2 separate regions of the Mus musculus genome follow, and region 1 is linked to region 2. Evidence: chromatin contacts called from public Hi-C data. All regions are on one chromosome and are shown on one strand. Each heading gives the region's core, a stretch centred on a gene start, on an enhancer-like site or on the middle of the called end of the contact. The rest is flanking DNA. Distances are from core to core; before and after follow the strand shown. Region 1 has its middle 4.5 kb from the start of A1bg. Region 2 has its middle 36 kb from the start of Gm23835.

Region 1 (3,035 bases), core at 184-2,683, 190 kb before region 2:
GGAGATGAACTTCAAAGCAGTCAGTGGCCCAATAAAGTTACAATGAGCTTTGAAAAAGTCTTAAAACATTATTGTTCCTGTCCCTTTTCCATGCTTAGATATGTTGACATACATGAATGCCATCGATCTTAGGTTGCATTTGCCTACAGTATTCAGCACAGGACTGTGCTGTATAAGTTTATAGATAAGTTTATAGCCTAGCAGCCACACTGTCAGTATATTACTTGGTGTAGTGTAGGTAGGCTATACTACCTAGCAGGCACTCTGTGATATCTGCACTGTGCAACTATCTAATGATGCTTTTCTTAGAGTGTATTCCTATCAAGGGACTTATTACTGTACCTATTTACATGTGAGTATTACATATATGAATATGTAAATGTACATTTGCAGGTTTTGATTAATTAAACTCAGAAAAGCACATTATAGTTAGATAAATGAGAGAAAGGGAGCGAGGAAGACAGTTTTCCATGTGTCTATGGTGACAGTTTTAGGAGGAGACTGAACTCACTCTTTAGTTCTTGTGATAGACTGAAAGCAATAAAAATATGTAAGTAAAAAAAAATCTTTAAAAAATTCAGAGAGGCTGCATCAAGAGGAAAGGGGCTATCATGTTTTTAATGGTAGCTTTGGAAGGTTATACAATGAAGTACAGAAAACACCATCTTGGTTTGTTTGAATAAATCTTGAGGTTATTTGACTCTTTAAGCCATATTCATGGATCACATTAGTGAAAATAGGAAGTAAATTTTAGGAGGAGTAGAGAGAACCTGACTTCTCCCTCGTGAGCACCCATCTCAAGGTGAATTAACCTGAGATGGCCTCCCATGACCCCATCCTCAGTGAGCTCTTAGCCATTGATCTGAACACCTGTCAATTCTGGAAGATGGTAATAGAGGAGCCAGACTCCTCCAGCAAAAATGACCACTTCAAACCTTAGTCCTGGAGCTGGCCCCAGGGGGAGAGCTAACATTTCAGATAAAGACCTAAAGGGCAAAGCACTGAGCCAGGCCAGTCAAGTCTGCTGAGCCAGTTGCCATTTTACATATTGAGAAAATACAATAAGCAAACAGTAAAAATAAATAAATAAAAAAGTAATTAATTGATTAATTAATTAATTGATTGATTAATTAATTAATTAATGAAGAGGAGAATCTACTTCAGGTGGGGAAGGCAGAGTAATAGAAATGAAGGATAAAGGATAAATTACTCAACAGGCCTCACAGAAAGGCTGATGCCTGCCAATGATTGGTGGGGGTGGGTTGCAAGTGTCAGCTTAGTGGCAGATGTTCAAAACCGTTGCCAAAGTTATGTGTGCAAATCTCTCCTGAGTTTTTCTGGCAGGACTTTTAGGCTCCCTTCTTATCTGTTATCAGTGTTTGGTAAGTGTTTGGACAGAGCTTAGCCCTAGGGCAGTCAGCTGGCTCAGCATTGCTCTAAAGTCGAGGAACACGAAGAAAATGTACACTCAGAGGGCCAGCACCTCTAATCATGCCTCTCACCCATTGTCTGAAGTCCTGAGGCCGTTAAGGTTTGCTCTAGACCATAGAAAATAATGCATTTTTCATCACCTCTGCTTCTACCAGCAGGTGTTGAAGTAAAGAGACCTATGGGAGGAGGACTTAAGTGTTTTTCCCTAGGTGTCTGCCTTTATAAAACTGAGTATAGCCAGATCTTATGGCTCAATCTGGATCCCAGCTCCTTGGGAGGGTGAAGCAGAAAGAGAGCAAATTCCAGGCTGGCCTGGGCAGGGGATATGTCTCAATAGCAGAAGATATTCCTAGCATGCTCCAGTCCCTATGATTGATTCCCAGTGCTGATAAATCAACAGTTAGGATATAGAAGTGACTAATAAATGTAGGAAGAGCCTTGGGTTAATCCAGAAATAGAAGCTTCAAACCACTATCTAGGGTGAAAGGGGTAATGGAGAAAGGATTTCTGTATATGCAGCAACAGCAAAGTGGTTTTCAAACCCATTCCATTTCTCTATTGAACATCCAACATGACTGAATCAATGGTTGAATTATAGAGTTTAAAGGAAAAAAGAAGCAGAAGAGAATGGCCAAGGGGAAGAACTGGATTTCTGTAAATAGCACTAGGCTGCCATATAATAAGGGTGTGAAATTTTCCATGTTTGGGACTGAAGAGGGAAATTTAGGGAGAGTAATAACTTATATTGTCCTCACTCAATGGAGATGGCTGGGTCTGTGCTCCCCTGATATTTCTTATATAGGCATTATAAACATTTTCATAATGGTGTATTTCAGAAAATGGAAACAAATATGGAAATATGGATGGTAGAAAGGGAGGGCTGTGAGCTAGAGAACTGGCATGAACTGACCTTTAAAAGGCCATCCGAAGTTTGAGGCAGGGTATTGGAACTCCCTCATGTACATGTAACAAGGATTTGCGTTCATGTGTGTAGACAGTAAAGAAATGGTGATAAGGCAGGAGACAGAAGATAAGAACATCAAAAGGAACCAGTTCTTAACCATCAAGGAATTTGGATAGGGCTATTTTCTCTTTTTTTTTTTTTCAAATTTTTATTAGATATTTTCTTCATTTACATTTCAAATGCTATCCCTATACCCCCTCCCCCGCCCTGCTCCCCTACCCACCCACTCCCACCATGGATTTCCCTCTTTGCTTTGCTTTACAGGTGACATCACCAAGTCATTTCTCAGACAGGGATAAGAGGTGCCCTGCAAAAGAAAGCATGAACTCTCCCACAATACATGCCTGCAAGAATTCTCAGACGCTTGATCTTGACAAGTGTGGCTCAAAAGAAGATTCTAAGTTCATTTATGGTTACGTGGTTTAAGTAAGAGGAAAATGATTGAGGTATAAATGAATTCTGAAAAGTGTTTGAAGGACAAACCTACAAAGCAGGAAGGGGGAAACTGGAGAGCATGAGGAAACATTGCCTTCCCCTTGTGCCAAGGATGGACTCAACCCAGAACATACCCAGTTAAGTAGGGTCATGATGTCAGAATGAGGACAATTACATATACCGTGACCTAGAAAGTTTCCCATAG
Region 2 (2,709 bases), core at 72-2,571:
CAAAAGGCAGACACAGAAGGATCTTTGAGAATTGGGAGCCAGCAAAAAAAAAAAAAAAAAAAAAAAAAAATTCTGACCAGTCAGCAAGAACTTTATAGTGAGATTCTGTCTCAGTTTGGGGTGCAAGAAGAAGAATTTTTGACCTTGATCCAGCTCTGAAATTTGGATCTGACTCACCTCCACACTTTCCATTTGTCAAGCAACATTTTCTTTCAAGTTCTCTTTTTTCCCATCAAAGATGGTGTTTATATAGCAATAATTTCCTGAGTCTAAGATATATCCCTCTAGCTCTGTCAGGGAACAGTAACAATAGCCACTAACACAATATTAATATGTAAAGCACAGAGAAGTCTTGCTTGGACCACCCATCCTCCAAAGCTTTTATGCATAGTCATTCACTTAAGCCTGCCAAAGCCCCTGTCTTAGTTTTACTGAAGACACATGACCAAGGCAACTCTTACAAAAACAACATTTAGTTGGGGCTGGCTTAAAAGTTCAGAGATTCAGTCCAGTATTAAGGTCGGAGCATGGCAACATCCTGGCAGGCATGGTGCAGGCAGAGCTGAGAGTTCTATGTCTTCATTTGAAGGCTGCTATGAGGAGGATGACTTCAGGCAGCTAGGCTGAGTGTCTTAAAACCCATGCCCGCAGTAACACACCTATTCCAAAAAAGGCCACACCTCCAAATAGTGACACTCCCTGGGCCAAGACTATTCAAACCATGAGAGCCCCCTTGGAAGAAATACTATTAACCTTTCCATTATTCAGTAAAATGAACCAGTACTACAGGGACCCCAATGTAGTTCTGCTGGACCCAAAGTCAGTATAACCACTTAAGTATCAGTCCATACATGTCTTGCTTCTAGTAGAAGTCCTGTGGGGACAGAATAACGGTGGATTGGCAAGAGAAACTGTGGTGATCCCAAATATTCAGTTTATTATCTACAGCATGGGCTCTATATCACAGAAGACACAGTTGTCTACAGTATCTAGAATCTTACTCCCCATGTTCCCTCAAGACCTTCCCCAAATGGGAAACTTTCTAGGTCACAGTATATATGACTGTCCTCATTCTCACATCATGACCCGACTTATCTGGGTGTGTTCTGGGTTGAGTCCATCCTTGGCACAAGACAAATGCATTGTTCCCTCATGCTTTCCAGTTTCTTCCTTCCTGCTTTGTAAGTTTGACCTTCAAACATTTTTCAGAATTTTTTCACAACTCAGTCTTTGTTTTTCTTTTTCTGTCACTTAAACCACATACATAGGCTCTTAATCATAAATGAAACATAATCCCCTTTTGAGTCACACTTTTCAACACCAAGCACGTGATCATTCTCGCAGGCATGTATTGTGGGAGAGTCCCTGCCTTGGAAGGCACCTCTCATCCTCTTGGACTATTTGAAAAATGAGTTGGTGACTTCATCTGTAAAGCAAAGCAAAGAGGGAAGTTCAGAGATAACAGCCACTTCCAACTTCCTTGGTGGTTAAGAGGCCTTTTCATGTTTTCTATTTCTAATGCCTCCTGCTATATCACCCTTTCTTTACCACCTACACACATGAGCTCAAATCCTTGTTATATATACAGGAGGGAGTTCTGATCCCCTGCCTCAAACTTCCGATGCCCTTTTAAAGGTCAGTGCATGCCGGTTCTCTAGCTCACAGCCCTCCCTTCACACCATCTCTTAATTTCCACCTTTGTTTCCATTTTCTGAAGTACACCATTATAAGAATGTTCATAAGGCAGATTTAATGAATATCAAGGGGGCCACACACAGGCATCCTGTTGAGTAAATACAGCATAAACTATTACTCCCCCTAAAGTTCCTTCTCCATCCCCAAGCACAGGAAATTTTATAGCCTTATTATACTTACTTACTATACCCAGCCTAATTCTACTTACCAAGAACTGTTTTGTTTTTTCTTTTCCTATAGACATTTTCTTCTATTTTTTTTCTCTAGTCCCAGAGACACACATAGAAGATTCCGTCCCCTTTTCGGGAAAACAGAAGTGAAATTTATTTACAAAACAAGCTAACGTAGTTTGTGAAAACCATTTTTTTTTTAATTTCTCCTCTTAGATCATGGTTTCAAATGTGCCTTTCAGGTTTAACCCAAGGCTCTTCCTAAATTTATTAGTCACTTCTATATCCTAACTGTAGATTTATCAGCACTGGGAATCAATCATAGGGACAGGAGCATGCTAGGAATATCTTCTGCCACAGAGACATATCCCCTGCCCAGGCCAGCCTGGAATTTGCTCTCTTTCTGCTTCACCCTCTCAAGGAGCTGGAATCCAGATTGTGCCATAGATCTGGCTATACTCACTTTTAGAAAGGCAGACACCTAGGAAAAAACACTTAAGTCCCCCTCCCATAGGTCTCTTTACTTCAACACCTGCTGGTAGAAGCAGAAAGTGGTAGGGGAAAAATGCATTATTTTCTATTGTCAAGAACAAACCCTAGAGGCTGAAGGGATCCCTATTATTGTCCAACTTCAGACAAAGCATAAGAGGTATGATTGAAGTGAGTTACAAGGTGCTGGCCCTCTGAGGATACATTTCCTTCGTATTCTCGACATTAGAGCAATGCTGAGCCAGGTGACTGTCCCAGTACTTAGGCTCTGTCCAAACACTTAACCGAACATGGATAACAGATAAGAAGGGAGCACAAATGTCCTGCCAGAAAAATTCAGGATAGATTGCACACA

What was found. A called contact is a pair of places that touch in the nucleus more often than the background predicts.
Region 1: a Hi-C map of the STO cell line shows a contact between it and region 2, with 14 times the contacts expected there. The contact joins two enhancer-like sites. A contact is called at or near these places in 2 of 39 promoter capture datasets (embryonic stem cells and liver), 15 of 484 Hi-C or Micro-C datasets (the AML12 cell line, CD4 T cells, the G1E-ER4 cell line and 9 more) and 3 of 9 other capture datasets (adipose tissue, liver and macrophages).

What each region holds. Positions count from the first base shown.
Region 1 is chr15:60,924,224-60,927,258 of GRCm38.p6, reverse strand. No RefSeq gene overlaps it. Among named protein-coding and RNA genes, the nearest start is that of A1bg, 4.5 kb to the right of the region's middle. Within about 2 kb of position 1,433, at least 2 of the 459 cell types and tissues checked have an H3K27ac peak or open chromatin away from gene starts, as enhancers often do. A contact at or near this core is called in the STO cell line, where this site is marked.
Region 2 is chr15:60,738,428-60,741,136 of GRCm38.p6, reverse strand. No RefSeq gene overlaps it. Among named protein-coding and RNA genes, the nearest start is that of Gm23835, 36 kb to the right of the region's middle. Within about 2 kb of position 1,321, at least 36 of the 459 cell types and tissues checked have an H3K27ac peak or open chromatin away from gene starts, as enhancers often do. A contact at or near this core is called in the STO cell line, where this site is marked.